Linked DNA regions of Sus scrofa: all the other regions are linked to region 3. A link is a contact called in public HiChIP or PLAC-seq data. All regions are on one chromosome and are shown on one strand. Each heading gives the region's core, a stretch centred on a gene start, on an enhancer-like site or on the middle of the called end of the contact. The rest is flanking DNA. Distances are from core to core; before and after follow the strand shown. Region 1 overlaps NUP133 (nuclear pore complex protein Nup133). Region 2 holds the start of NUP133 (nuclear pore complex protein Nup133). Region 3 holds the start of RAB4A (ras-related protein Rab-4A). Region 4 holds the start of ABCB10 (ATP-binding cassette sub-family B member 10, mitochondrial).

Region 1 (6,514 bases), core at 3,693-6,192, 150 kb after region 3:
CTTCGAGCTGGTGGAGAATAATCAGTGATGTATTGCTGAACCCAGGTGCTTCTGTTGAAACACAATAACAAGACTTACACATATAACATTCCGGCTGTGGGAGTTCCCATTGTGGTGCAGCAGAAACAAATCCAACTAGTATCCATGAGGATATAGATTCAATCCCTGGCTTTGCTTAGTGGGTCGGGGATCTGGCATTGCCCTGAGCTGTGGTGTGGGTCACTAACATGGCTTGGATTCCAAGTTGCTGTGTCTGTGGCACAGGGCCATCAGCTGTCCTCCAACTCGACCCCTAGCCTGGGAACTTCCATATGCCACTGGTGCAGCCCTAAAAAGCAAAAAAAAAAAAAAAAAAAACACACAAAAAACAAAAACTGGCTTTACAAGAATTACTGCTATTAAAGCTATAAGTTAAGAAAAATCTATACGAAAGGAAAAGTATAAACTTTTCAATGCAATTTTTTTTTTTTTTTTTGTCTTTTTGCCTTTTCTAGGGCTGCTCCTGCGACATATGGAGGTTCCCAGGCTAGGGGTCAAATCGGAGTTATAGCCACTGGCCTACGCCAGAGCCACAGCAACACGGGATCCGAGCCACGTCTGCGACCTACACCACAGCTCATGGTAACGCCTGATCCTTAACCCACTGAGCAAGGCCAGGGATCGAACCTGAAACCTCATGGTTCCTAGTCAGATTCGTTAACCACTGAGCCACGATGGGAACTCCTCAATGCAATTATTAATTACATTACCCAAAGTTTAAAAGTTTAGAGGAAAATTCTGGGAGTTTGACACAATTCATACTGTGTTTACTCAAAACACAAAAGTTATTATTAGTTTAATCATTTAAAGATTAAAAGAATCAAAGAAGGTGATCACTGTTTTCTTCCTAAACCTCCAGTGAGGCTTACTTGCGTGGTAGAAAGTTAGAAAGAGAGGATGCTCAAGAGAGTACCATGGTCCTTGGAACCCCCAAGTGCCCCTGATGCTGTGCGGAGGCTGAGAAAGACAGTCACCCAGGGCAGACGGGAGGACATGTGCCCACTGCCACATGCTGAGACTTGATCACTGCCGCTCTTAGAGAAATGCGTAATTTCTATTAGCCAAATTCAGCAGTTATGCTAACATTATCATTTAATTTGGGGCTAATAAATGCCAAGTGCCTACCTATGCCAGCAATTTCCTTTTGGAAATAAAATCCTTAGAAAGCTAATAAGGCTAATTAATCTGCTTCAGACAGAATACACAATGTCCCTTAGTTTCTTTTTTTTATTTATTTTTTTGTCTTTTTAGGCCTGCACCTGTGACATATGAAGGCTCCCAGGCTAGGGGTCTAATCAGAGCTACAGCTGCCGGCTTACACCACAGCCACAGCAACGCAGGATCCGAGCCACATCTGTGATCTACGCCACAGCTCATGGCAACACCGGGTCCTTAACCCACTGAGCAAGGCCAGGGATTGAACCCGCAACCTAATGGTTTCTAGTCGGATTTGTTTCTGCTGCTCAGTTGCTATTCTGTTCTGAGCCCTTTTCAAATCTACTATGAGGAAAGTTACAACCTTTTAAAAAAATACTGAAAATTCATACTAAATTGTTTCAGAAAATAAGAAGTATACATCGAGAAATGCTTTAACAAAAGAACCAGAATATTCTTCTCAAAACAACTCACTCCATAACATTCACACTAGGATGTTCTTACCCTCGGGAACAGACTCTGCCCAGCGTGGGTCAGAAGCTGGGTAATCGTCCACCAGGTCCACACTGATCTGGGTAACAGCTCTGTCTAGTTCATGGTCAGAGTCCAAATCAGAGTGAGAGGAAAACAGCTCATCAACTATCATTTGAGCATGACCTAAATCTTTTCTGAAATAAAATTGGAAAACAAAAGTATTAAAAGTGAAAGTACTAAACATGAGAAAGTTAATTGTGAAATTAAAAATCCCATATGTTATCCCAAAGTTATTACTTTTATTGTAACATTTACTTAAAAGGGAGACAACCAGGGAGTTCCTGCTGTGGCTCAGTAGGTTATGAACCCAATTGGTACCTATTAGGATGTGGGTTCGATCCCTGGTCTCACTCAGTGGGTTAAGGATCCAGTATTGCCATGAGCTGTGGTGTAGGTCACAGATGTGGCTAGGTCCTGTGTTGCTGGCTCTGGTGTAGGGCAGCAGCTGCAGCTCTGACTGGACCCTTAGCCTGGGAACTTTCATATGCCACAGGTGGGGCTCTAAAAAGCAAAATAAATAAGTAAATAAATAAATAAAATGAAAAATTAAAAAAAAGGAAGAGAACCATTATACATTAATTAACTCAACAGATATATGTTGAACACTTACAATATGGAGGCACTGGAGACAGAACAATAAGCAAAACATTAGGAAACAGTCCCAAGACATCACCAAGTATACAGTGGCACAAGAGCCAGACACTTAAACAAGTGGCTACATTCGCACCAGGAGAGGGAATAGCAGAGGCCACAGGGCACACAGATGGGAGACCAAAAGCACCAGAGGGGCAGGGGACACGTCCTGGAGGAAGAAGTGCAGGGAGGCTGGGATGACCACAGGAGGGGTGCGTGGTGGCAAAGAGAACATGTCATGCTTCTGAGCAAACACACCTGCAACTCAGGAGAATGGAAGCCCCAGGAAAGGAGACTACCCAGGAGGGGTGGGACGACAGGCCCAGGGCAGACCTCCTAGAAACAACACCAACTAGAAGACTCATAAACCATGGGACAGCGTGTGAGCTTAGTCATAAGGACAGTGGAAAGAAACTGACTGAGAAGGCAGCGTCATGATCTATTCTATCTTTAAAAGACCATTTCAAATATGCTCTGGGGCTAGAGGAAGAGACAAGAGAAAGAAAATTCCAGCTAGGAAGTGACTGCAGAGATCCAGGCAAGGAAGAACAGGAGTCTCCACCAGCACAGCCATGGCAGGAAGGGGACCAGGAGACAGGTGTGAGAAAGAGACACGGGAGGGAAGTCTTGGCAAGAAGAAGCCAGCACAAGAAAGATCAAGGATATAGAAAAGGACAGGAACATTCAGAACTAAGACAAAAAGAGGGAGGGCAAGAGGGAAAGGAGCTGGGAGGCAGGGAAGTTTGTAGGTGGAAAGCACAAGGATGGCTTCCATTATCTCTGGAACAAGCTGAGTCATCTGCTCAGGCTGGGAAAGGAGCAGAAAGAGGGGAAGGGGAAGGAGGTGAGAAAGGGCTGAAAAGGTTTCTTGGAAGAACAGGAGACAGTGCTACCACAGGGACACAAAAACACTGCTTTTAACACAGTTAAAGGCAAGGCTGAAGCTAAACACCTAAATATGGTATAGGTTACAGGCCAAGTGGACAAAGCAAGATCAATCAATCAGGAACTATTTTAACCAAAAGACTAAGTTTCTTAAAACTCTCATGAACAAAAGGTTTTATATTTATATTACGTACAGAAAAATCAAAATATACAAAAATTAATTTCAAAGAGACCATCCCATAAAGAAAGTCACATCACCTTAGCAGAAAACTAGACAGATAAGTTTAGTGTTCCACCTACCAATTTGGACCCCTTGAAAAGAATTCTGGTTGTCACAGGCTAGGGAGAATGACACTAATGGCATCAAGTGGGAAGAGGCCAGGTTTGCTGCTAAACACTACAAGTCTGGTGACAGCCCCATGACAAAAATTACCTGGCCCCATAGGTCAACAGTGACAAGGTGGAGAAATGCTGCTTTAGAGGTACTATAATTCCATTTGTGCAGAGTCTAAAAGTCATTAAGACCATTGGCTGACACCACCCGGAAACGATTACTTGTTAACCTTGAAGTACTTCAACCCTGCTAAACAGGTTAAGCAGAAGGCTCAGTTGTGTTAGAGGCCCAATGACACTGTTCCAAAGGTGACTGTGCTCTTGGCACTTAAGCTCAGGGATCTCCTTTCATACTTAGTCATCTTTCCCAGTGAAACATTTAGAAGTGACAAATCCATGCCACACAGAATCTCAGAATGTGACCTTATTTGGAAAGAAGGTATTTGAAGATATGGTCAATTATGATGAGGTCTTATTGGATTAGGGTGGGCCTTAAATCCAGTGACTGATGTCACTCTCTGAAGGACATGTGAAGACAGACATACAGGGAAGAATGCCAGGTGACAATGGAGACAACTGAGGGACACTTACACACGCCAAGGGGAGCCGACTACCCGGAACCGCTAGGAAACAGGACAGGGACAGCCAAGCTCCTTCCCGAGAGCCTTCAGAAGGGCAGGGCCCTGCTGGCTCGTTCACTCTGGAGGTCTGGGCTCCAGGACTGCTAGGGAACAAACCTCTACTGTTTTAAGCCACCTGGCTGGTGGCAATTTGTTACAGCAGCCACAGGAAACTAATACAATGACTCCATTACCATTTCACTTTTGAGATGCCACAGGCCTGACATAATTGTTAAAGGATAAACTTATACTAGATAAAATCATAGTATCAATTCAAATCTTGGCAGTCACACTGAACACCGTGCAACAGAGTGAGATTAAAAACAGAAACAAAAAAAACTTATCTAATGGTGCCCTCTTCTGGCAAGAAAATAAGCTGAGTAGATCATTTTGACAGCCGACAACTTGTCTCACTGTTACCCTTCCTCTGAGAGTGAACCTCTGTTTATCAGCTCTACCATGAGGGGAATTACAGGATCATGAGTTAAGAATGGGGGAGATGACTGCAGTCAAGTCACTTCTTCAGAATAAAGATCTGCTAAACTAGAATCCCAGAAATGCTTAGCAATCTGCCCAAAGTCTCACATGGCTAATCAGGGGAGAACAAGGGCTGGATCAAAATTCTTCTAGTGTTCAAATATAAATATACCTTTAAGGATGGTACTAGATGCATAATAATACACAGAGTGTATGTGCAGGGCACATTGAAATGGCCTTATTGGGTCAGCGAGTGTGTCAGACTGAGTAGTGGCTTCCCCACCCCTGTGCGCACCTGCACCGTGAGTGTTTCCCCCCATGGGGCTCACCTTGGCCAGCAGGATTTTAAAAATGTACCCAAGCAGAGATTCGAGAACACCAGTGTGTGTCCTCTTGTACTTATTCTGGACCCTGAGGTGTGTGAACAAGGCCAGGCAAGTCTGCTAGATGAAGCAGATGGAGCTGACCAGCTGAGGTCCCCGAAATGCAAGCAAGTGTGGCCAGACAGCAAGCAGCTGACACAGACCATGAGCAAGGCCAGACGGCACTTGGAAAAACGCCACCCGAGCCCAGCCACAACCAACCAGATCGTGGGCCCAGGAGCTGTATTACATAAGCCCTAAGTTCTATGGTGATATCTACACAAAAAACTCAACTAGCCGAGTCCAGTCCCCATTCAACACCAATGGAAACCCTCTGTATGCAACTTGAGTGCCTTTATGTTATACATAAAAAATGCCCCCAAGCTTCACAACCACCGTTTCTTTCTTCTTTCTTCTTTTTACTTTTTAGGGCTGCACCTGTGGCATATGGAGGTTCCCAAGCTAGGGGTCCAATCGGAGCCATAGCTGCCAGCCTATGCCACAGTCACAGCCACACCAGATCGAGCCAGGGACCTACACCACAGCTCACGGCAATGCCAGATCCTTAGCCCACGAAGGGGAGTTGATTGAACCCACAACCTCATGGTTCCTAGTCAGATTCGTTTCCACTGTGCCACAAAGGAAACTCCACGACCTCCATTTCTAACGGGACACTGTTTCCATTGAGTTGAAAGCATATGTTTCATCATGGGTTTTTCCTAGCCTGGCTGGAATCCTCCTGTGGCTAACTAAGCTCAAAACAATGGTTTGTTCAACTGCTAAAGCTCAGAAAAACATTTCTCCTTGATGGCCTCATTCCCTTAAACTCGCTTCCACTAGTCAACAAATAAGCAGCAAATGTCAGTAAAATGTGTCCTTGGACATCAGATAAACCATAACTAAAAAAACTTGTCATACCTGCAGTATTGCAGAAAAGCAGCTTTTAGCAATTTGGTTTTATCTTCGTGGGCAATAGTTTCATTCTTCGTAGAGGTCTCAAAAACCACACTCTGCAAAACAGTAAACTATAATTTAGATATGAAGGTATAAGAATACTCCTAATTATTAGATTAAAAACTGGACCCACCTATAAAAGCAACAACATAGACAAGCTGTTTACCGTAGTCTCTATACCAATGGTTAATATACTCAAGACACTTATTGAAACAAGATAAAACACAGCAAATGATCAACTAAAAATCTATAGAAAATACATATATAATTCAGGGATTACATTGTGAGTAAAGTGATTTGGGGATTTCACCAAAGCAGTACCTTTTTATAGGTTTACTCCTTTTTCTCTGTCCGAGCCCATAGCATGTGGAAGTTCCCTGGCCAGGGATTGAACCCAAGTCATAGCAACGCCTGACAACCACTGCATGACACCACAAGATCCTTAACTGCTATGCCACCAGGGAACTTTATTTTTATTTATTTATTTATTGTGGCCTAGGTTTACTCTTATACAACTCAGCA
Region 2 (6,487 bases), core at 2,984-5,483, 180 kb after region 3:
CCTCCTACTACTCATAAGAGAGCACAGAGTATAATATGTTTGGTGCTACCCTGTTTCAGGTGTCCAATGGGGGTCTTGGAGCGCATGCCTGTGGTTATGGGAGGACTACTCACTGCTCTAAGTGTAGGGGGTAAACCCGTGTAAATGTATTAACAGATCTAGAAATTTCATTAATTTGGGCTTTGCTCTTCGCTTCAAGTCAGGGTAGGAGGGCAAAATAAAAGGCATCAATAATGTACAAGCTAAAACATCAAATCATACCTAGGCTAAGTGTTAACTGCTCAGTACTTTCTTTTCCTGAAAACACTGCAACAGCCCCAAACCCTCCACTGGTGACCCCTGGAGGACCTTGACCCAGCACACCAAGTGACTAGCACTTGGAAGTTTCCATGTGAGGAAGAGATCTTTTCAAGTTTACACACTTCTTCAGTTTACATATCCTGATTTCTAGAGACTCCTCTGAGGCCCTGTACTATTTATTAACATGACCTAGTGGCATAAGCCAGAAGTATGTTAAAGGTTTCGATGCAATTTAAGCTAAAATTTTTAGATGGGAAAAGAAAATATAATATATATTTAAAACAGGAACAATGCATGACAGAGATTAGTGGAAATTTAATTGTCTTAATTGCATCTGAAGATCCCATGGACTTATAGGCAAGATGTGCTAGTTCACACTGATGAGAAATATTCCTTCTTGTAGAGTGGAGTACTTTAAACTGACTGTCATTCACAGTATGACATATGTTTTATATCACGGTGCATTCATGCACAATTTAAATAAAATAAGCAAAATGAGAAGCGCTCTGATATTTTGCAATCTGTCACTAAACTGATTTCAGTCACTGCCTGCAGTTTGAAAAATACTATTCCAGAACATGGCAGGGTGCTCTGAACTTTGCTCTGCCAGTCACGCCAGCTCTCATCCTTAGCAGTCTTTCTGAAGCTTGTGGTGACTGCACCTTCCAAACTTCCTCTAATTCTCTGCCAGAAGAATGGAGGCAAAACTTTATTTTACTGCATTATCAAACCCATTAATGCGAAGCAGTACTTTTTTGGATTTTTTAAAAAGGTAAACTTCATATACTCAATCAACTTTTGAGTTGGATTGAGTCTTGCACACACAGTACATACAACCATAAACACTTACTTTAATTGTGCTAAAATGAACTCATTCTGCTTCTCAAATTTATCATATTTCTCAATTACAATGTAAACTCTAACAGGCTATCTATTTCTCCCCACTGAAATGCAGGTATACCAGACGAAGCACAAACTTCAATCTCTGTGCCAGACCTAGGCTTCGCTTTGAATTGCTAATAGAGGCAAATGGAAAATGACACCCACCTTCAGCCAATGTTAGGGCTTCCATGATTTTAACAGGGAGAGAAGATCCAAACGTTTTCACATCATAGTTCACAGACTCAGTTATGGAGTGGTGTGGGAATATGCGTGTAGGTGTTCCTCTAAAAAAATGAGACCATGTTATTTCACCCACACCTTAAAATATTCCATTATCCATTACAATTTTTATGATTATATTTTCACAATAAAGAAAAAATATCTTTGATAAGCACAAAGAAAGACGAAGTATAAAACTCTGGCTCATGTATACTGTGTAGTTAAATTTATTGTTCATTAAAAAAAGACTGACAGGATCTAGGAATACTTGGCTTCAGATTTTTATCTCTACTAATTAGATGCATGATCTATTCATGTAAACTCTTTATAACTCTGCTTCCTCAGCTGTGAAATAAGTTTGAACTAGAGCAGTGTTTTTCAAATTATAGGTCATTTGGGGGGGTCTCAATCAACATTTCTGAAAAACAGAATATAGACTTTATCATACATTGTGGTCAAAAAAGTTTTACAAACATTGGGTTAGATTAACTTCCCATCAGATCTGGAATTAAAATAATCTACTAACTCTATATAATCCAAATCAAGAAATTAAATAGGGTCGTGAGTAGATGCTATTTCCTGGTCAACAACAGATGTGGCAGTAGAAACTATATTTCCTTCTCTCTTTTTTAACATTCACAGAAAAATAGTGTCAATTTATCAGTATAAAACATATTCTACGTCTTATCACAGGATTAAACAAGGAGATGCAGAGAGTAGTTGAGAGCATTGTTTCCTGACAGAGTACTACAACAAAGGTTTTTCTTAAAGGATCACCAAAAGGTAAGATGAAATTTTTTAAAAACAAAGTGTGACTTTTATGCACTGATTTTTCTCAAAAGGAGTAGAAAACAATGACAAGGCCACCACTAAAAGAGCATTTGTAAAATGCAAAAGAGGATTATTAAAAAGGATACAGGGTAGTCTCTAAAAATCATTTCTCCTTTAAAGTACTGCAAACTTCTTGGAGTTCCTGTTGTGGCTCAGTGGAACCGAATCCGGCTGGGAACCATGAGGTTGCGGGTTCGATCCCTGGCCTTGCTGAGTGGGTTAAGGATCCGGCCTTGTCATGAGCTGTGGTATAGGTCGCAGATGAAGCTCGGACCGGCATTGCTGTGGCTCTGGCGTAGGCTGGCGGCTACAGCTCCGATCCGACCCTTAGCCTGGGAAACTCCATATGCTGCCGATGCAGCCCTAGAAAAGACAAAAAGACAAAAAAAAAAAAAAAAAAAGTACTGCAAACTTCTATAGATAAATCTTAACTATAAGTTCAAAACCCAAAATTACCATTTTCTTGGAGTTCCCGTCGTGGCTCAGCAGTTAACGAAATGACTAGCATCCATGAGGATGAGGGTTTGATCCCTGGCCTCACTCAGTGGGTTAAGGATCTGGTGTTGCCGTGAGCTGTGGTGCTGTGGTGTAGGTGGCCAATGCAGACGCAGCTTGGATCCTGCGTTGCTGTGGTTGTGGTGCAGGTTGGTGGCTACAGCTCCTCCAATTCAACCCCTAGCCTGGGAACTTCCATATGCCTCAGGTTCAGCCCTTTAAAAAAAAAAAAAAAAAATTACCACTTTCTTGAAGAGGAAAATTCACTTTTGATAGAGGAATTCAAAGGAAATCACTCAAGAAACATGACAGCATGTTCTAAAATTTCAGATTAATTATGAAAGGGGGGATGCAGAGCATGGTTTCAGGAGTGATGCGGATTGGTGTGCCATGCTTTTATTTGGTAACACAACTACTATTCTTTTTTTTGTCTTTTTTCAGGGCCACACTAGAGGCATATGGAAGTTCCCAGGCTAGGGGTCGAATCTAAGCTGTAGCTGCTGGCATACACCACAGCCATGTCAATGCCAGACCCTAGCGGCGTCTGTGACCTAAACCACAGCTCATAGCAACTCGGGATCCTTAACCCACTGAGCAAGGTCAGGGATGGAATCCACGACCCCATGGTTACTAACCCGGTTCATTATGGCTGAGCCACAAAGGGAACTCCTGACACAACTGCTCTTCTTATTTCACTGTTTATGGAAAGCCTTTTCCCTATTAATATAGCCACAAAGTTAACTTCTGTAGCTAAAATATCTTTAATTACCAATTAGCAAATATTAATGGCACTATGTTAGGCATATACAATGATTTTGCAGGGTTTCAGGTCCCCATTCCCACCATCACTTTACATGTGAATTGTAGCATTTCATACTGCCTCCTTTCGAAAGCTCAGGTCAGGTATCATTTTCTCCATTTCAGATGAAGAGGTCCTAAGTGACCTACACCAGGCAGATCACAGAGTACTAAGTGAGGTACGTAGCCACTAAATCAAATCCAATTGTTCTTTACCTACATACAAAGGTAATTTCAAGAAAAGTGCAAAGCGAAGAAGTGATGAATTCGAGTGAGGCTGAAATAAAAAGCAAGGGTGGCGGAGGCGTCCCCCATGCCGTCCCCGGTTCCAGTGGCTTCTGGAGGTCAGTGAGCCTATCGGTCGCCGAACTAAACCAGGGACGATCACTTACCGCGAGCTCACCGAGCTACGACGGCCGACGGGCGAGAAGAGCACCGGGGAGCTGACCGCAGACCCCAGGGCCAGACCCTTCCTGCTGGTAGCCCGGGGTGTGGAGCCTGGCCCGACTCCCCCCAGAGGTCCCCTACGAGCCCCAGGCCCCGGGGTCCGCGGAGACGAGACGGCCGGGAACATGTTGGAAGAGAGAAGCGACAAGAAACGCGCGTTGCCTCCGCGGGGCTGAAGCTTGAACACCTGCGGGGCGGGGAAGGCACACGGTGATGACGTTAAAACGCAGCGCCAAGCCGCGGGGCGTGTCCGGGATGGCGGGAGAGACCAGGCAGGGCACTCTGTGATGACGTCAAAGCGCAGCGCCAAGCTGCGGGGCGTGGCCGAGGCGGCGGCCTTTGGAGGGCGAGAGGTACCAGATGTGAGTGCCCAGCGGATCGCACGAGTCCGAGTTTCCCGGGAATGAACCTAGGAAGCCTGGTGCCCTTCTCGAGTCCCACAGGTGGGGCTGACCCTCCAGTAGCTGGAACGGAAAGCATCTGCACGCTGGCTTTTCCTGAATCTCTGGGGAAATGAAAAGTGTTCCTTCCCTGGTCCAAGCTGAGAAGGGAGAAAAACTGTGAAGTGTTTACATGTTATTCTCTATGTCATTTTCCCATTCAACTCTTAACAGTCTCATCCACGCTAGTGACGTCACAAGTCCTTGTCTCTAACCAGATCCTGCTCAAAACCCACAGGCTTCTAACAGCTGCCTAATGGATGCTCTCACCCGATGTCCTGCACTCTCCTCACCATCCACTCCTTGAAAGCTGGTTTCATGTTTTCTTTGGGACCCCTATCTTACTCCCAACTCTGCCCCATTTGGTAAAACTGGCCAGTTGCCAAGGCAAAAAAAGAGCTCTGTCCTAGGGTCATTGTTCACACTCACCTACACAGTAACATCCTGGTACAGGGCACTCCTGAGTGTCTCTACTAGAGCCACATCTGCGCTGCCTCTGCTCTGGTTCAGGTGCTCACCTTTTCCCTCTTTTTTAGCCTTTCTTCTCTTCCTCACTCTCTCTCTCTTTTGGTCCTCTTGCCTCTGTGTAGTCTTATAATGCTGTCCTCCCTGCTGCCATCCTAACGAATTAAGGCAAACCAGAGAATGCTCTTGGACTTTTAAATGCTCTGGTGGCCCACTTATACCCATGCGTAATTTGGGCTAAGCTCCCTTGAAAGGTTCTTTGTGATTTAAATCTGGCTGGCTCTTAGGTCCCTAGTCTAATTCCACCAATTCTCACTTGCACTCTACAGTCCAAGAGTGAAAACCCATATCCCTTTCCAGTGCCCTGGCATGGTTTTTTTTTTTTTTGTTTTTGTTTTTGTTTTTTTTTTTTGCCTTCCCTTCCCCATTGCCCACAAGCGGCTGCCTCGTACATCTTCTTACCTCAGTGCTGTCTTCTCAGGGCAGCCTCCCACAGGTCTAAGTATCCCTTTATCCTTTGCCCCCCTGTGCTCCTACATGGAGGCTATTTATAGTATTTTTACCCTGCATAATAGTAGTTTATCTTACATCTCTCACATAGCTCCATTTGAATGTCTTAAGAGCTCTTACCTTTGTGCACACCATAATGAAACCAGTAGAACACATTCTCAGAACTTAGTAAAGTGTAGATTTTTCTGTCTCGCACAGAAAGAATTCAGCTAAGAGTCAAAGTGGCGGGTAAGGGAAGAGTTCAGTTAGTACAAGACGCTTGGGAGAAATACAAGTGGGTGAGCAAGGGAGTGCTGCATCCAGAACTACAGTTTTATAATCAAAAGAGGGAGGAGAAGACCACTTTCTTATTCTTGAGTAGACATCAGGCTTCCATCATCAGCTCCTTCTCCATGTTGGGCAGGGGAGTTTTACTATCCCTACATGGTCAAACTAGGACTGTCATGGTGCACTGGAAATGATCAAAAAGGCAGTAAACAGATATTAAATATGGTAAATCATCTCAGTTTCAGTATAATGTCACCTTTCCCTGTATTTTTGTTTTTAGTGTGCGCAGAAAAGCATGTCCTAGGAATCATTAACTTATTGACTTCACTGGGCAGGACATAGGTCTCGTGCCACCATTGTTTTATTGTTTGGGGCATGTCTTCATGCTTCTCTTGCATGGCTTTCTTGAGTGATCATTAATTTACTGGGGTCTTCTATACTTTTTTTCTACTTCCAACCCCCTAGTGGAATTAACTATTTAATCACCTACTTTGTGCCTTTACTCTGTCCCTATCAATAACAGGGACATAGATTTTCATTAAATATTTGTTGAAATAGGGAATGGCTAAGTAAACACCGGCATAGACATATGTGGGAGACCACAATGTGCGTGTTAGTTGTTGGCATTTCCCCGAAGAAGCCATCCTTTTGGGCACATCGATAGCACCTGGGAGTCATTTCAAAGGTGATAGAGGCCAGCTACTTCGCTCCTTCTTCCTTTAGGTTTATAACCCACTTTGCCCCTCGTTTTTGTGTCTTATAGCTTTTATAGCCCTGGGCATTTCCCCCTCATTTAATTCTCACTGGAGGGATTGGGGTGTGAGAGTAGTCAT
Region 3 (6,529 bases), core at 631-3,130:
AGATTCAAAGTTACTGAGATGCAAATCAACTTTCACATTATTATTCAAGGAAGTTTGTCTCCTTCAAACCTCAGTTCTTGAGTACTTCCCTTTCTAACTTGTGATATTTGGCTTTATATTTGCAAACTAACACAAAAATGGCTTCTTTGGGTGGTTTTCGCAAAACAAATAGTTTTTCCCAAAGGCCTAAGTATTCGTTTTCTACAGAAAGGAAAACTGCTCTCAGCTTTGAAATCGTTGCTTAATTTTTATTTCTATCACCCTGCTCAGGTTTCGCACATCACATGGTCCAGTTTCAGTCAATAATCTAGTGGTTCCTTTCTTATTATCCACAGAAGTTCCCAACAGGAAGAAAACTTCAATGTAAAGAATGGGATCACCATCTTTCCTCTGACATAGTTCTAATCAGTGTCTGTCTGATACACTCAGGAATGAAAATCAAACCTGACCTGTGGAAAAGCCAAATAAGAAAGCAACAGTGTCCAAGCCACTGAACAAGGGACACATGCAGAATAATTCTAGGGTATTACGGTCCTCCCCATGTTTCAGCAGGTGGCCTTCTCTGCGATTTAGAAGCAAGGATATCTATTTCTATTAGAATCAGTGATGCAGAGCCAGAGAGTCATTGGGGAGGAGGCGAAAGGGCTCAGGGAATGGAAGGCCTGATGCCAATTTAGAGGACAGAGCCAAATGGACTTGAAAAAAATGTATTTCCTGGTACTCCCCCCACAGCCAAGCCACTTGGGAGCTTAGCCAGGGCGTGTTTTTAGGATTCTACTGGGTCTTTTGAATAAGCTTGGGTCTTCTTTTTCTTTGTCTCTTTAGGGCCACACCCATAGCATATGGAAATTCCTAGGCTGGGGTAAATCAGAGCTGTAGCTGCTGGCCTTCCACACCGCAGCAATGCAAGATCCCAGAGGCCTCCGAGACCTACACCACAGCCCAAAGCAACTCCCAATCTTTAACCCACTGAACAAGGCCAGGGATTGAACCCACGTCCTCATGGATACTAGTCGGATTCATTACTGGTCAGCCACAACGGGAACTCCTGAATAGGATTGGGTCTTATGAGATGCCATGTGGCTCTGATCATGCTCCAATGGAGCAAAATCCCAACCAAAGTCCTCTTCCCAGTCAACTTTTTGGTTTATGGCTACTTTTCCCACAGAAAGGGATTCTGAATTCAGCTGTGCTCCTTAAATCAAAATGTTCAACCAGCGACTCCTACCCTTAGACAAACACCCGCCAAGAGGGGCTTCCGGTCCAGGGGCCTCAGTCCCCTGAATGCCGAGCAGTGGGGCCAATATCTAGTCCTCTGGGGCTTCCTCAGAGCCCGCACATCTGAGCTTCTGACGGTCCCGCCGACAGCAGCTCGGCCCCCCAAGAGCGCCTGGCAGGTTCTGAGCGGAGCTCAGCTCCCCCGCGGTAAGCCCGCCTCCCCGCACCTAGGGTTGGCCTCCAGTCGGACTCCTGGGGTTGCGGACTCCTGGGGTTGCGGACTCCTGGTTACACATTCACCACGTCCCCGACAGGTCACTACCGCTTAGAGGAAGTCTCTATCTGGCAGAGCACGCCAGGTAACCACGAAGAAGTCTCTACTGAGGTGGCGGCCAACCTGGCAAGACTGTCTTTCTCCCCAGGGCAGGTAATGGCTTTCTCTGCCCGCTGGGACCCTACAGTCCCAGTCCCAATCACCGGGGCCGGCTGACCGCCTGCCCCGACGCGCCCTTCCCAGCTCCTGCGCGCCCCTGCGACCTGGACTGGGCCGGCCACGCCCCTCCGCGCGTCCGGTCTCTGCGCGCACACGCCCCGCCCCGCCCGCGCCCGTTACCACCCACGCCCGCACCGGCCCCAGCTTCTCTGCGCCCCTAGGCCCGCCCCGGCCTCCCCGCGCGCACGCGCGACCGCGGGCTGGGGGCCGGGCCCCGCGCCCCCTCTCCTCCTCCTCCTCCTCCCCCGCGTCCAGGCCGGCGGGGGAGCTGGGGCCGTGCGCCTGCGCGGAGCCGGCAGTCCGGCAGGGCCGCATCCGCGGGGTGGCCGGCAGTTGCCGTGGGGACCGCGGGCCCCTCCCTCCTCCAGTGCCCTGCCCTTCGCCGTCCCCCACCGAGGCGCGGCGGGCGACCCCGGCCTCCTGGCCCCGGCCCCGCCAGAGCTGCAGCCGGTGACCCGGCGAGAGGCGGTGCCGCTCCCAAGATGTCGCAGACGGCCATGTCCGAGACCTACGGTAAGGGGCGGGGGGCGGCGGGGCGGAGGCCGCGGGGATGCGGATCCGAGTGTCGGGGGCGTGGGTCGGGCGGTGGGTCGCGCATCTACGTGATCTGTTTCTCCGAGTGTCCTTTTGCTTCTCCTCCGCGTTCACGCCGGTAGGGTTTTCCTTTTTTACTCAACATCAACAGCTTAGGGTTTGGGAAGCCAGTTCGAGATTCGGTTTCATATGCGGTATTGTTCCCAGCTAGAGTTGTGAAGGACTTAGGGCGACGCCTTCAATTGAGTGTGTTCCTTCCTCAACTATTGCAGTCTGACCATTCCTGTCTTGGAATTCCTTTCTTTGCAGTGGGATTACAAGAAGGGCTTGTCGATAGGCGACTTCATCCATTTCTTCCTCTTGGGACCTTTCAGGTTGCGTTATGGCTACTTACAAACACCTCTGAAGCAGAGCCCTGTCTGCTTAATCTTTGCTTCCTCGGTAGCACCCAAACCTGGAGGCGCCCAACAGAGGTTTTTTGAGTGAAAGAAAGCCTTTCCAATTCATCGATTATGTTTTGTTTTTGTTTTAATCCTATGTGGTAAAAATAAACAATGTAGTATACCCCTGCTCTGTGTCAGGGCTGCAGAGGTGTTTGCTAGTCTGGGATCTCTCTTTCAGAAGCATGCATTCTCAGGTAAAGACTGATTTGGGTTTTACAGTCCCTGGAGATGCACAAGTTCAGTTACCTCTAGTCAGATCAGTCCTGTTGCCTCCATTTGTCCTGGCCTACTGCTCCTTCCCATCAACAGATAGATGTGGACTGGTTTTATGGCGTGGTGCCTCAGCACTGCAGAACTCACCACAGGCACTTCTCTGGTCTCAGGGAACTCACAGCCCAGTAGGGGGTACAGTGTTAATCTGGTTGTGACACTAAAGATGGGTTAAGAACCCAGGTGGGAGTTCTGAAGGAATGTGGTCTCTAAAGCTATGTGAGAAAGAAACCTGACCTGACCAGCACGGCCAGGACAGCCTTAACCTGTCCCCACAGGCCCAGCCCCCAAGGGCTGCAGAGTCCCTGTAAAAGGAGTGCATCTGGGGCTGGCCTTGTTCTCAGTAACACTGAGAGCAGGAATCTGTTCCTGGAAGGCTTAGGAAGTCCCACTGGGCATCCCTGGTTGTAGGATCAGTATTGTCAGAGTCTGATGCTACCACACTTCACATGCACAAGGTCTGCCTCTCTCTGTAGAGAGCCACAGTCAGATTCCATAAAGGACATCACTTCTCCAGCAAGTGTTGAAATTTTGGTTATGTTTTTTCTTTTTTTGTTTTTTTGTTTTTTTTTTTGGCTGCACCTGAGATATGTGGAAGATCTCAGGCCAGGGATTGAACTGTGCCACAACAGCGGCTTGAGCCACTGTGGTGACGCCAGATCCTTAACATTGCCACAAGGAAGTTGCCACCAGGAAACTCCTAGTTTTTGCTTTATTTTCAAGTGCTCCTTACCCCACACTTTTTTTTCTGTGAGCTGGATAAAAAAGCGTAAGGGAGGGTTAGAAAGTTCAGGAAACCAAATGGAGGAGTTCCCATGTGGGTCAGTGGGTTAAGGATCTGGCATTGTCACTGCAGCTGTCCAAGTCCCTACTGTGGCTCTGGTTTGATCCCTGGTCTGGGACCTTCCTCATGCCACAAGAGGGGAAAAAAAAAAAAACTTGCCAAGTAGGGTGATGAGTTAGTGAGAAGGACTGGAAGTCAGAGCTTTTATGTTTCATTTATCTTCTCTGAAATGACACCCTTGAAAAAATATGGCATCTCTACTTCAGACAGAGTTCATTGAGTGTCGCAAAATAACTGACCAAATTCTGTCCATAAGGCTTTGAACTTTAGTGCTCTTATTTCATAATACCTTCCAAATACATTTACTTTTCACTAACTAAATTTAATCCTTTCCTCCATCAGAGGAAATTAGATGAAGCTAACAGAGAATTAGTTTTGGAAAGCGCAAGTATGGCACTTGAAAGTACCAACCCAAAGTAAAAGTCACCCCAAACCAAGTCCTAAGCTGTCACCTTCACTTATCATTGGTAGATTTGCACAGCATTGTTTCCCCAAAGTAAGTCAGGTTCCCTGCTTCCGGACGTTTGCCTGTAGCTGGGAAAGGAATGTTTGCCTAATCTTTAAACTCCTTTGTACTCTGTGCTCGTTTTCTCTCTTCTGGAAAAGGAGTCTTTGTAGCTCGACAGGGATATGATGAAAAATAAAGAACCAGTGCTTGCTGGTATACTGTTAATGAGCTCTGTCTACCTGCTTTTCAGCACATGAAAGCAGTATTTCAGCTTTGTTGGCTGTAGTGTTCAACATTTTGCTGCTTTGAAAGCACCAACCATGGGCATACTTTACATTATGTAATACTTTATATAATATTGTAATACAAAATCGAAACCTCGAACACATAGATTTCTGATTGAAATCCTCAATCTGAATATGCCTAAACTGAAACAGTGTTTCCCAAATATTGTTAGATTCGCAACATTCTTAAAGTTGGTATGGCTTGGGGCATCCCAGGGAACTCCAGATTGGCTGATCACAAATTGGCCTTAAGTAATTTCTGGTACCAAGATTTGTGAGACAGTTGTGATGTTCAAGAAGGCACTAAAAAGTGTAAGTGGTGTGGAAGATGCTAGAAAAAAAAAAAAATTCAAGGGCCGAGGCAGTTTGAGAGTGAGGAAAAAAAGACCAATCTCCATACACATTGGAGTTTATGAGTTCTACGGTGACAATAGTTTATGAAGCAAGAACACAAATTGTTAGTCTTATACTAGTTTTGACACAGTATACTCTTAATATGTTTATTTTGTGCTTTATTTTTAAGTATTATAGCATTTGCCACATAATTTTGAGAATTATGGACATATCAGGACATATCATGATAGGCTGCTGTGAGTTGACTTGTGTCCCCAAAGGTGTGCTCAGGTCCTAATCCCAGGTAACCTGTGAATGTGACCTTCTTTGGAAATAGGGTCTTTCCAGCTGTAATCAGGGTAAAGCGAGGTCCTGTTGGGCTAGGGTGGGCCCTCATTCATTGACAGGTATCCTTACCTGTCCCTTGAGAGGAACTTGGACATAGAAACAAGCAGGGAGAGTGTGATGTGCAGACAGGCTGAGATTGAAGGGATTTAAGTACAAGCCAGGATGCCTGGCAGCCACCAGACGCTAGGAAGCGGCAAGGAGGCATCCTTCCCTGAGGTCTTTAGAGAGAGCCTGGCCCCACTAACACTTTGACTTTGGACTTATAGCCGAGAACTACAAGACATCTGGTTTGTGATATTTCATTACAGTAGCTTCAGGAAACTAATACATAGGCTTTGGAAGTCAAAATAGGATTCCAGGAGAGATGTAAGTCATGGTGGAGTGAGGAGTGAGGCGGAGTGAGCGGGATATTCTAGGCAAAGGAAATAACATCTTCAGAGTCACCTGGCTCCAATGAAGTATAAAAAGCTTGCTTGTTAGGGAAATCACCTAAGTTGCCGTTCCTTTATTTCTTTAGATGGGGCAGGTCAAAAATGTCATCAAAGGAAGCAGAGCATAAAAATTAGAATAAAGGGTATTTTCTAAAATGAGTTTTTATCGTTTTAAATGTTTTTGTCCTTTGCCCATCATTGAAAATTGGTGAAGAAGGACCCAATCCTGGGGGCCACTTTAGCAGTGGTTCCCAGCTGCCTGTGCCCGAGTCCTCTGGTGTGTTCAGATTCTGGTTCTTCATATTCAGTTTGCACCCTCCCAGCCCCCAGGTGCCCACCATGTCAGCGCACCGTGCTGTACAGTAAGTACCTTAGAAAACACTGCTCCTTGGAAAATCACAAGCTTCTGATCATTTTTCATGGTCATTTGAACTATAAAGCATTCCAGTCCTTGCTTGTCACTGCCTTTCTCTGAAGTCTCTTAAATATTTCTAGCACATCAATCCCTCAAGCTAAATAACTTCTTTTCAACTCCCTACCTAACTGCCCATTTGGATGGCCTCAGGGTATCCTAACCCTGCCCCAAACCCAACTAATTACCCAGCGCTATTCCCCAGTCTTCTGTTTTCCCCAGGTACCCATTTGCCTAAGAGATGATCTTTGCTCTGGATATTTTTTTGGAATGAGAAGAAAGCTGACATTTCTTTGATTTTTTTTTCTCATAAAGCATCCACTAGAGATTGGTCAGACTGATGTGATAGGTTTTTTTTCCCCTCATTCTTGTGAACTCCATTAGAATACTGGCCAGTGAAAATAGTTTGAGGGAAAATCTTTGATTCCTCCGTGTTCTGTAACGCTCTTGTCTTTGGACGTCACTGCTTTC
Region 4 (6,775 bases), core at 2,652-5,151, 220 kb after region 3:
AGAATCATCCTAATCTCAAACCACACCAGCCCTTATCCGTGTTTAAGTGAGAGTCCCCAACTGAACACAGGGGTGGAGGGCTGAATGCACACCTTCCACATTTGACCAGGGACCTGCCCGGGAAGTGAGCAAGGCAAGGACCGCCATCATTCTAATCTCACAGCACCACAACTCGGCTACTCCTAACTCCCAACTTCATGCTCGAGATCCCTGCCTCTAATTCACTGGGACGGTCAGAGCTCTCAGCAGCTGCTTCTATCTGCCCGGAGCAGCAAGATGGCTCCAACCCATCACCTCTTATCCCATCAGTCCACGGGGGCTCCTCAATGAGCTCCTCCATTCTTTAAGACTCCTGTGACCAAGGTGATAAGATGGAGAATTATCAGTGAAAAAAGACTGGAGAGCTACTCCATAGGCCACAGCTGTTGGAAGATATCTGCAAACTCCTACACAAAGTGAGACACAGGGAGGAGCAGCAAAGGGGAGGTTCGAGGACTATGGCTCCTTTAGAAGAGAAATGGAAATAACTATTCCCAGCAGATATCTATAAGCATTTCAAATGGGAGAGCTTGTTCTTAAAGTTTCTGATACAAATCACTTAAGATCAAAGGTTTACGGTCACAAAGTTCAGGTGGCATACTCAGCAAATTGCTGAGCACAGGTGAAAATACTGTTATTCAAATGTATAGCTCAATTCTTGAAAAAGGATTTTTGTATTCATTTTTCTAAAAATCAACAAATTAACATTACAATTCCTTCAACCCAACTATTTTGGTCTCTTGATTTAAAAATACACACATACACTCTTTATTTCTAGCATTTCAAAAAGATGTGCCAATATCTGAGGCTGCTCTGACAATAAGTTACAAGTTAACAATGACTCCCCCTTTCTTATCTTACCAAAGCCAACATCTGCAGTGGCTGCAATTTATTATCTATAATGACTTTTGATAAAACCATATGTCCTAATAAGGAGTTTTTGTCAGATTTCCTTATAACATACCATATGTATTCATCCGTTTTTTTTTTTTGTTTTGTTTTTTGTGTTTTGCTTTTTAGGGCCACAGGTGTGGCATATGGAAGTTCCCAGGCTAAGGATCAAATCAGAGCTGCAGCTGCCAGCCTATGCCACAGCCACAGCAACGCTGGATCCTTAACCCACTGAGAGCGACCAGGGATCAAACACACATCCTTACGGTTACTAGTCGGGTTTGTTCTCTCTGAGCCACAATAGGAACTCCACATTTATCTGTTTAAAAGGTGGAAGAAATTGGTATACCAACCCTACACTTTTTTCCTCAAATTATATATTCACAACTATTCAATGCAGCAGATCTAAATAGTTCCCCTTCTTAAGTAAAAGGAGGTACAGCTCCTGCCTTGTTCCAGGCTGTCTTCTCAGCATATTAGCCTGGCAGGGCATGCTGGAATGGGACAGGAACGAGCAGGAGCATACAGGGATGATGACCATGGGAGAGGCACAGTTGTGCTACTCGACATAGCAGAGCACCAGCAAAGTCTGAACCTAAAAAACCTCCGGGAGTTCCCTGGTGGCTCAGTGGGTTAAGGATCCAGCATTGTCACTGCTGTGGCTTGGATCCCTGCTGTAACACAGGTTTGATCCCTGCCACATTTTTTACACATGCCAAAAAAAAAAAACAAAAAACAAACAAACAAAAAAAACCCACCAAAAAAAAAAAAAACGGAAACAAAAAGAAACTTCTTGACATCTAAAATTTCAGAAGTGAAACAAAACTGGATTTCCTTACACTTTCTGTGGTATATGGAAGATCCCAGGCTAGGGGTCAAATCAGAGCTGTAATGCTATGCTACAGCTACAGCAACACTGGATCCAAGCCACATCTGTGACCCTACACACAGGGATTGAACCCACATCCTCACAGAGACAATGTTGGGTCCTTAACCTGCTTAGCCACAATGGGAACTCCTTGTTACACTTTTAATTATGTACAAGAAGGATGGACACTCCCCAAAGTACTCAGGGTTTCTAAGTTTAGGTCTCAATCTGGGCCTTATCGTACCATCATTTATTCCTTCTTTTAAGGTACCCTGAGCCCTGCTGTGTCCCACATGTGCGAAAAACTAGACATAGAAAGATGAATCAGACACAGTCCCTTTCTCAAGCAGCTCACAGTCCAGTGAAAACACCTAGTCTCAAATATTTCTTTTAAAAGAAGAAAAAAAATGCTATTCCCATCAAAATATGCACACAACTGAGTGATGAGATAATTCTCTTTATATGTCAATGATACCAAGAATCCTCCTAAACTTTAATAATAGTAAAAGGTAAAATGTTCCCATTCTAACTGCCCTCCTCCATGGCACCAACCTGCCCTCAATCGTGAATCACTCTCTAGGACTATCCTTTCTAAAGCAATGAATTTTTAGCAAAGAATGTGGGATTCTTCCCTGTTCCAAGTGTTGCATCTGAAAAACGCACAGGCTCTCTTTCCAAGCCCTCATTACAGCTACAGTTTATCTCTAGTCATAAGATCTTTTCATTAATGAGTCTCCCCCACTAAGCTGCAGGCCCCACCAGGATGTTTCTATGTAACCCAAGGGCTCAGCACACAAGGAGGCTCAATAAATATTAAAGAAATGAAGATGTGGAGAAATCTCAAAGCCTTTTAGCTCTTACAAGGCCCTTGCATTTAAACATTTCTCCATTTATAGCTAAAAATGAGAAGCTATAGAAAAATCTTTTTATCTGGATTTTCTTTCTAAAAATATTCATTTTGAAAGGATTATGACCTAGTTTCTCAAAGCTCCTGGAGTTTACAGATCACTGATCATGGCCAGTGCTGACTCTTCTGAAAAGTAGGCAAAATTATGAGACAAATCTGAAAGACTCAGATTGTTCTGCCTCACACAGTAAAAACATTGTTGACTACTTAACAAACTTACCTAAAGTAAATAACATCTTGGTTTGTTTCTTAAGTGCAAGTTCATATGACAAAACAGGTTTATCTGGTGCTAGGATTAATTTTACAAAGCGGGTGGGGGGGGGGGGAAGACCCAGGTCATTCTGTGAATGCTGGCAAAGTGAAAGCGGAACAGACCCAAACACTAGAATATTGAGATACGATCCCCTTGTATAACCCGTGTCAAGCTAAGAAAACAAACACCCGACAGTTCTGTGAACTGATGGCCAGCTGGCCGGAATGGCTTGACAACGCTACTGCGAGGCACGCTCTGCCCCACACGTCCCAGTAGAAATGCCCAGGTGAAAGGCCACCTCGTCCCTCTGCACCGTTTCGAGTGGCCCAGGGTCCCTCCGCCGCAGTGTTCCCCCTCTCCCGTGGCCCCAACACCTCGCCCCCGCGAGGCCGCGGGGTGACGGAGGCGGGAGGCGGGGCGGCCCTACCTGCCAGCCTCCGGCGCTCTGGGTGCGCCAGCCTCAGGAGCTTCTGGGCCTCCGAGCGTCCGGCAGCAGCGGGCTGCAGCGGCGGGTCGTGTCTGGGGGTTGCCGCGGCCGCGCGCAAGTCCGGCCGCCGCTTGGCCTCGCCCACGGCTGGGCCGCTCGGGAACCCGGCGCGCAGAAGTCTTGAGGCGCTGGGCCCGGCGGACGCCCCCCAGTTGGAGGGGCCCGGGGGCCGCGCCCACAGCGCCAGGAGCCGCGAGAGGCCCGCTCCGCCCGCAGGGCCGCCGGCACCCCCGCCCGGGCAGCCGCCAGCCCAGCCGTGTGGACCTCGCGCGGTCCCGCCACCTGCCAGGAGCCCCGGCCCCACGCCCCAAGGTGGCGCTGACCCCAGGCGCGTCGGCGGCAGCCGGGCCCAGGGGACGCGGGAGGCCGGGCCCCGCCTCACGAGCAGCCGCAGCGGCCAGGCAGGGGGGCCGCGCATGGCGCCGCGTCTGACCCGCGCGCCTCAGACCGCCGCCTAGCCAGCGGCCGCGGCCGCCGCTCGCCGCCCGGGACGGGCGCGCCCGCCCCATCCCCGCCCCCAAGGAGGCGAGCCGAGCCCGGACCACCCCCGGGAGTCCCCGCCCGCCTCCGGCGCCCGTCCGCAGCGCCCCCAATCGGGCGGCCGAGCACGGTCACGCCTCCGGAGCGACTGCGGACCAGGCCGAGGACAGCGCCGTGCGCCGCTGCGCCTGCGCCCCACTGCGCGGGGAAGCCTTTTCGCGCTCTTCATCCTCTCCGGAAGAAGCTGAGGCTCCTTTCTCACGCCGACTCGCTCCGCGGAGCGCGCGCACGCTGTCGCGCGAGGTTGGCACCCTGACGCGGCTGTCAGTGAGGGCCAGGACGGGGCGGTGTCCCCGGGTTCTGTGCTGGGCGTCACCCGACCGGACGCCCCCGCAGGTCGGCGCGGACTTGGAGGGCGTTGTGCAGGACAGAAATGCTGAAGTGGACGTGGCCGAAGCGCGCCGACTGCTCCCAGCAAGAAGACTCGTCAGAACTCCGTGCACGTGCACGGAAGGCGGGAGGAGAGGGTCTGAAGCCCACGGGGACATGGAGACTTAGCGGTGGGGCCTCTGTACGCTGAGGCCTAGGTCTAATCTTAGAATCGTGCTTGAATGAGGTGGATAGCTTTATGGTGACTTAGTGTTTTTACAGGCTGAGACTCGAATGAGGCTGCTACTGAGAGACAATTGCCTCAGTTGCAATATTTATTGATTGGGGGGGCGAGTCACTGATCAGACATTTTAGTTCAAATTTTTTAAAAAAAATCAAAGTTAGGAGTTCCCATCGTGGCTCAGCGGAAGTGAATCTGACTAGCATCCATGAGGATGCAGGTTGGATCCCTGGCCTCGCTTAGTGGGTTAAGGATTCTGCATTGCTGTGAGCTGTAGTGTAGGTCGCAGGTGCTGCTTGGATCTAAAGTTGCTGTGGATGTGGTGTAGGCCAGCAGCTACATCTCCAGTTCAACCCCTAGTTTGGGAACCTCCATATACTGTGGGTGTGGCCCTAAAAAAGATCCCCCAAAATTAAAATTAATGCCAAAAACCCATGATGAACAATATAGCAAAAGTTTCAAAGGCAGGATCTGCCCCTGCACTTACTTGCAGGATCCTGCCTCTCTCTTCTCACCCTGATCGAGCCCTGAAAACCTATTTAAAAAATCAAGCATTTAGCAAAGTTGTTTGCCAGTTTGGTTTTTAATTTTTTTCTTCTTTTTACAGTCACTCCTGTGGCATATGGAAGTTCTCCAGCCAGGGGTGGAATCAGAGCTGTAGCTGTGACCTACACCACATCTTGCTGTAGTGCCTGATTTTTAGCTGTGTGAACCAGAGCAGGGATTGAGCCCACATTCTCACAGAGACAACATCGGGCCTTAACCCCCTGAGCCACAATGGGAACTCTGGTTTTTTAAAGTTTTTTCCATTAAAATATCACTTATCTTGATTACTGGGACTGTTTTGAGTTTCTGTAAATTTTGCCCCCAGGACAGTGCCTCACCTCACCTGACTTAGGCCCTGGTAGGTAAAGAATGTAGGGCTTTTGAGGGGAAGTACCAATAAAGGAAAGATGGTGTGGGATTAAATCACACCCTAAATCCCCCTGTGGAAAGGAAGCATACCATCCTCTAAGCCTCACCTTCTAAGACCCGAAGGGCGGCATGGAATTCCCCGAGGTTAACATAGGTCAGCCTTTCACTGGTGTCTGCATTCTGAAATGCAAAGTATGATGGAGTTTTAACATTCTGATTCATGAGTAGGCATGTGCTACTGGAAAGATCTTGTTAGGTGACTGACTTCTGAAAACAAGGGAGATACAGGAGTTCCCGCTGTGGCTCAGCAGTAATGAGCCTGACTAGTGTCCATGAGGACTCAGGTTTGATCCCTGGTCTCTCTCAGTGGGCTAAGGATCCTCTTGCTGTGAGCTGTGGTGTGGGCTAGCAGCTGTGGCTCTGATTTGACCCCTAGCCTGGGAACTTTATGTGCTGAAGGTGTGGCCCTGAAAAGACAAATAAATAAAACGAGAGATACAGTACCTCATAATATCCCACATCATGTCAACCTTCTCCCAGTTGGAGAGAAAGTGACAATTTTAACTCTAATCTTCCTTTTCTTTTTCTTACTTTCCAGAGAACTTGCTGCTGTAAGGGCTGATAAAGGCAGGACTGGCCTTTGCTTTTTGCCTTCCCCAGAATGAAGTCCACCAGGCTTTTTCAGCCAGCGCTCTCCTCTCTGGGGCCTAGAGTCAAAGGAAGAATAGCTCGGTAGTGTAGCTGATTAAAAAACCAAAACTCTGGAGTTCCTGCTGTGGCGTAGCAGGTTGAGGATCCAGTATTGCCACACCTGCGGCCCAGATTCAATCCCTGGCCCAGGAATTTCCATATGCCATGAGTGTGACCATAACAAAACAAAAGTTCTATGTTGCTTCCATTTCTGTAAATCAGATGATAATCTGAAAACAATCATCCCTGACAAAATTTTCATGCTTTTAAGTAAAAACCCACCCAGCTATCATATAACATACAAGGCAAGAATTTGTCTGTGTGTGGCCACAACTGTGGCATATGGAAATTCCTGAGCCAGGGATCAAATCTGAGCCATGGCTTTGGCAATGCTGGATCCTTTAACCCACTGTACCAGTCTGGGAATCAAACCCAAGCCACCCCAGCGACCCAAGCCACTGCAATCCGATTCTTAACCCACTGTGCCATGGTGAAAACTCCAAAGAATTTATTTATTAGCATTGACTCTGAAGAAAACATCCATTGCTCTTTTTAAAAAATATAATGGGGGAAAAGTTACCAGGTGGTCTAGCAGTTAAGGATCTGGTGTTTTCACTGCTGTGGCTCTGGTTACA

Evidence for each region. HiChIP or PLAC-seq counts read pairs in DNA pulled down with a chosen protein or histone mark.
Region 1: a contact with region 3 is called in an H3K27ac HiChIP or PLAC-seq map of skeletal muscle, with 5 times the contacts expected there. The contact joins the enhancer-like site here to the promoter of RAB4A in region 3. A contact is called at or near these places in 2 of 5 promoter capture datasets (fetal liver and liver), 23 of 47 Hi-C or Micro-C datasets (adipocytes, adipose tissue, alveolar macrophages and 13 more) and 2 of 2 datasets of contacts at active chromatin or transcription factors (alveolar macrophages and skeletal muscle).
Region 2: a contact with region 3 is called in an H3K27ac HiChIP or PLAC-seq map of alveolar macrophages. The contact joins the promoter of NUP133 here to the promoter of RAB4A in region 3. A contact is called at or near these places in 1 of 5 promoter capture datasets (fetal liver), 4 of 47 Hi-C or Micro-C datasets (adipocytes, embryonic fibroblasts, fibroblasts and 1 more) and 2 of 2 datasets of contacts at active chromatin or transcription factors (alveolar macrophages and skeletal muscle).
Region 4: an H3K27ac HiChIP or PLAC-seq map of alveolar macrophages shows a contact between it and region 3. The contact joins the promoter of ABCB10 here to the promoter of RAB4A in region 3. A contact is called at or near these places in 1 of 5 promoter capture datasets (liver) and 2 of 2 datasets of contacts at active chromatin or transcription factors (alveolar macrophages and skeletal muscle).

What each region holds. Positions count from the first base shown.
Region 1 is chr14:60,372,734-60,379,247 of Sscrofa11.1, reverse strand. NUP133 (nuclear pore complex protein Nup133) reads right to left here. Exons shown (of 26, transcript XM_001928164.7): 12 at 5,957-6,048; 13 at 1,699-1,862; 14 at 1-51. Among named protein-coding and RNA genes, the nearest start is that of NUP133, 23 kb to the right of the region's middle. Within about 2 kb of position 4,942, at least 9 of the 83 cell types and tissues checked have an H3K27ac peak or open chromatin away from gene starts, as enhancers often do. A contact at or near this core is called in skeletal muscle, where this site is marked.
Region 2 is chr14:60,351,166-60,357,652 of Sscrofa11.1, reverse strand. It overlaps NUP133 (nuclear pore complex protein Nup133), which reads right to left and starts at 4,233. Exons shown (of 26, transcript XM_001928164.7): 1 at 3,918-4,233; 2 at 1,348-1,466. The coding sequence starts at 4,099. It overlaps LOC102162612 (a long non-coding RNA gene), which reads left to right and starts at 4,326. Exons shown (of 3, transcript XR_307553.3): 1 at 4,326-4,415.
Region 3 is chr14:60,523,900-60,530,428 of Sscrofa11.1, reverse strand. RAB4A (ras-related protein Rab-4A) reads left to right here and starts at 1,880. Exons shown (of 8, transcript XM_001925483.7): 1 at 1,880-2,224. The coding sequence starts at 2,194. It overlaps LOC102163174 (a long non-coding RNA gene), which reads right to left and starts at 1,800. Exons shown (of 4, transcript XR_002338974.1): 1 at 1,446-1,800.
Region 4 is chr14:60,307,019-60,313,793 of Sscrofa11.1, reverse strand. It overlaps ABCB10 (ATP-binding cassette sub-family B member 10, mitochondrial), which reads right to left and starts at 3,901. Exons shown (of 13, transcript XM_021072390.1): 1 at 3,386-3,901. The coding sequence starts at 3,863.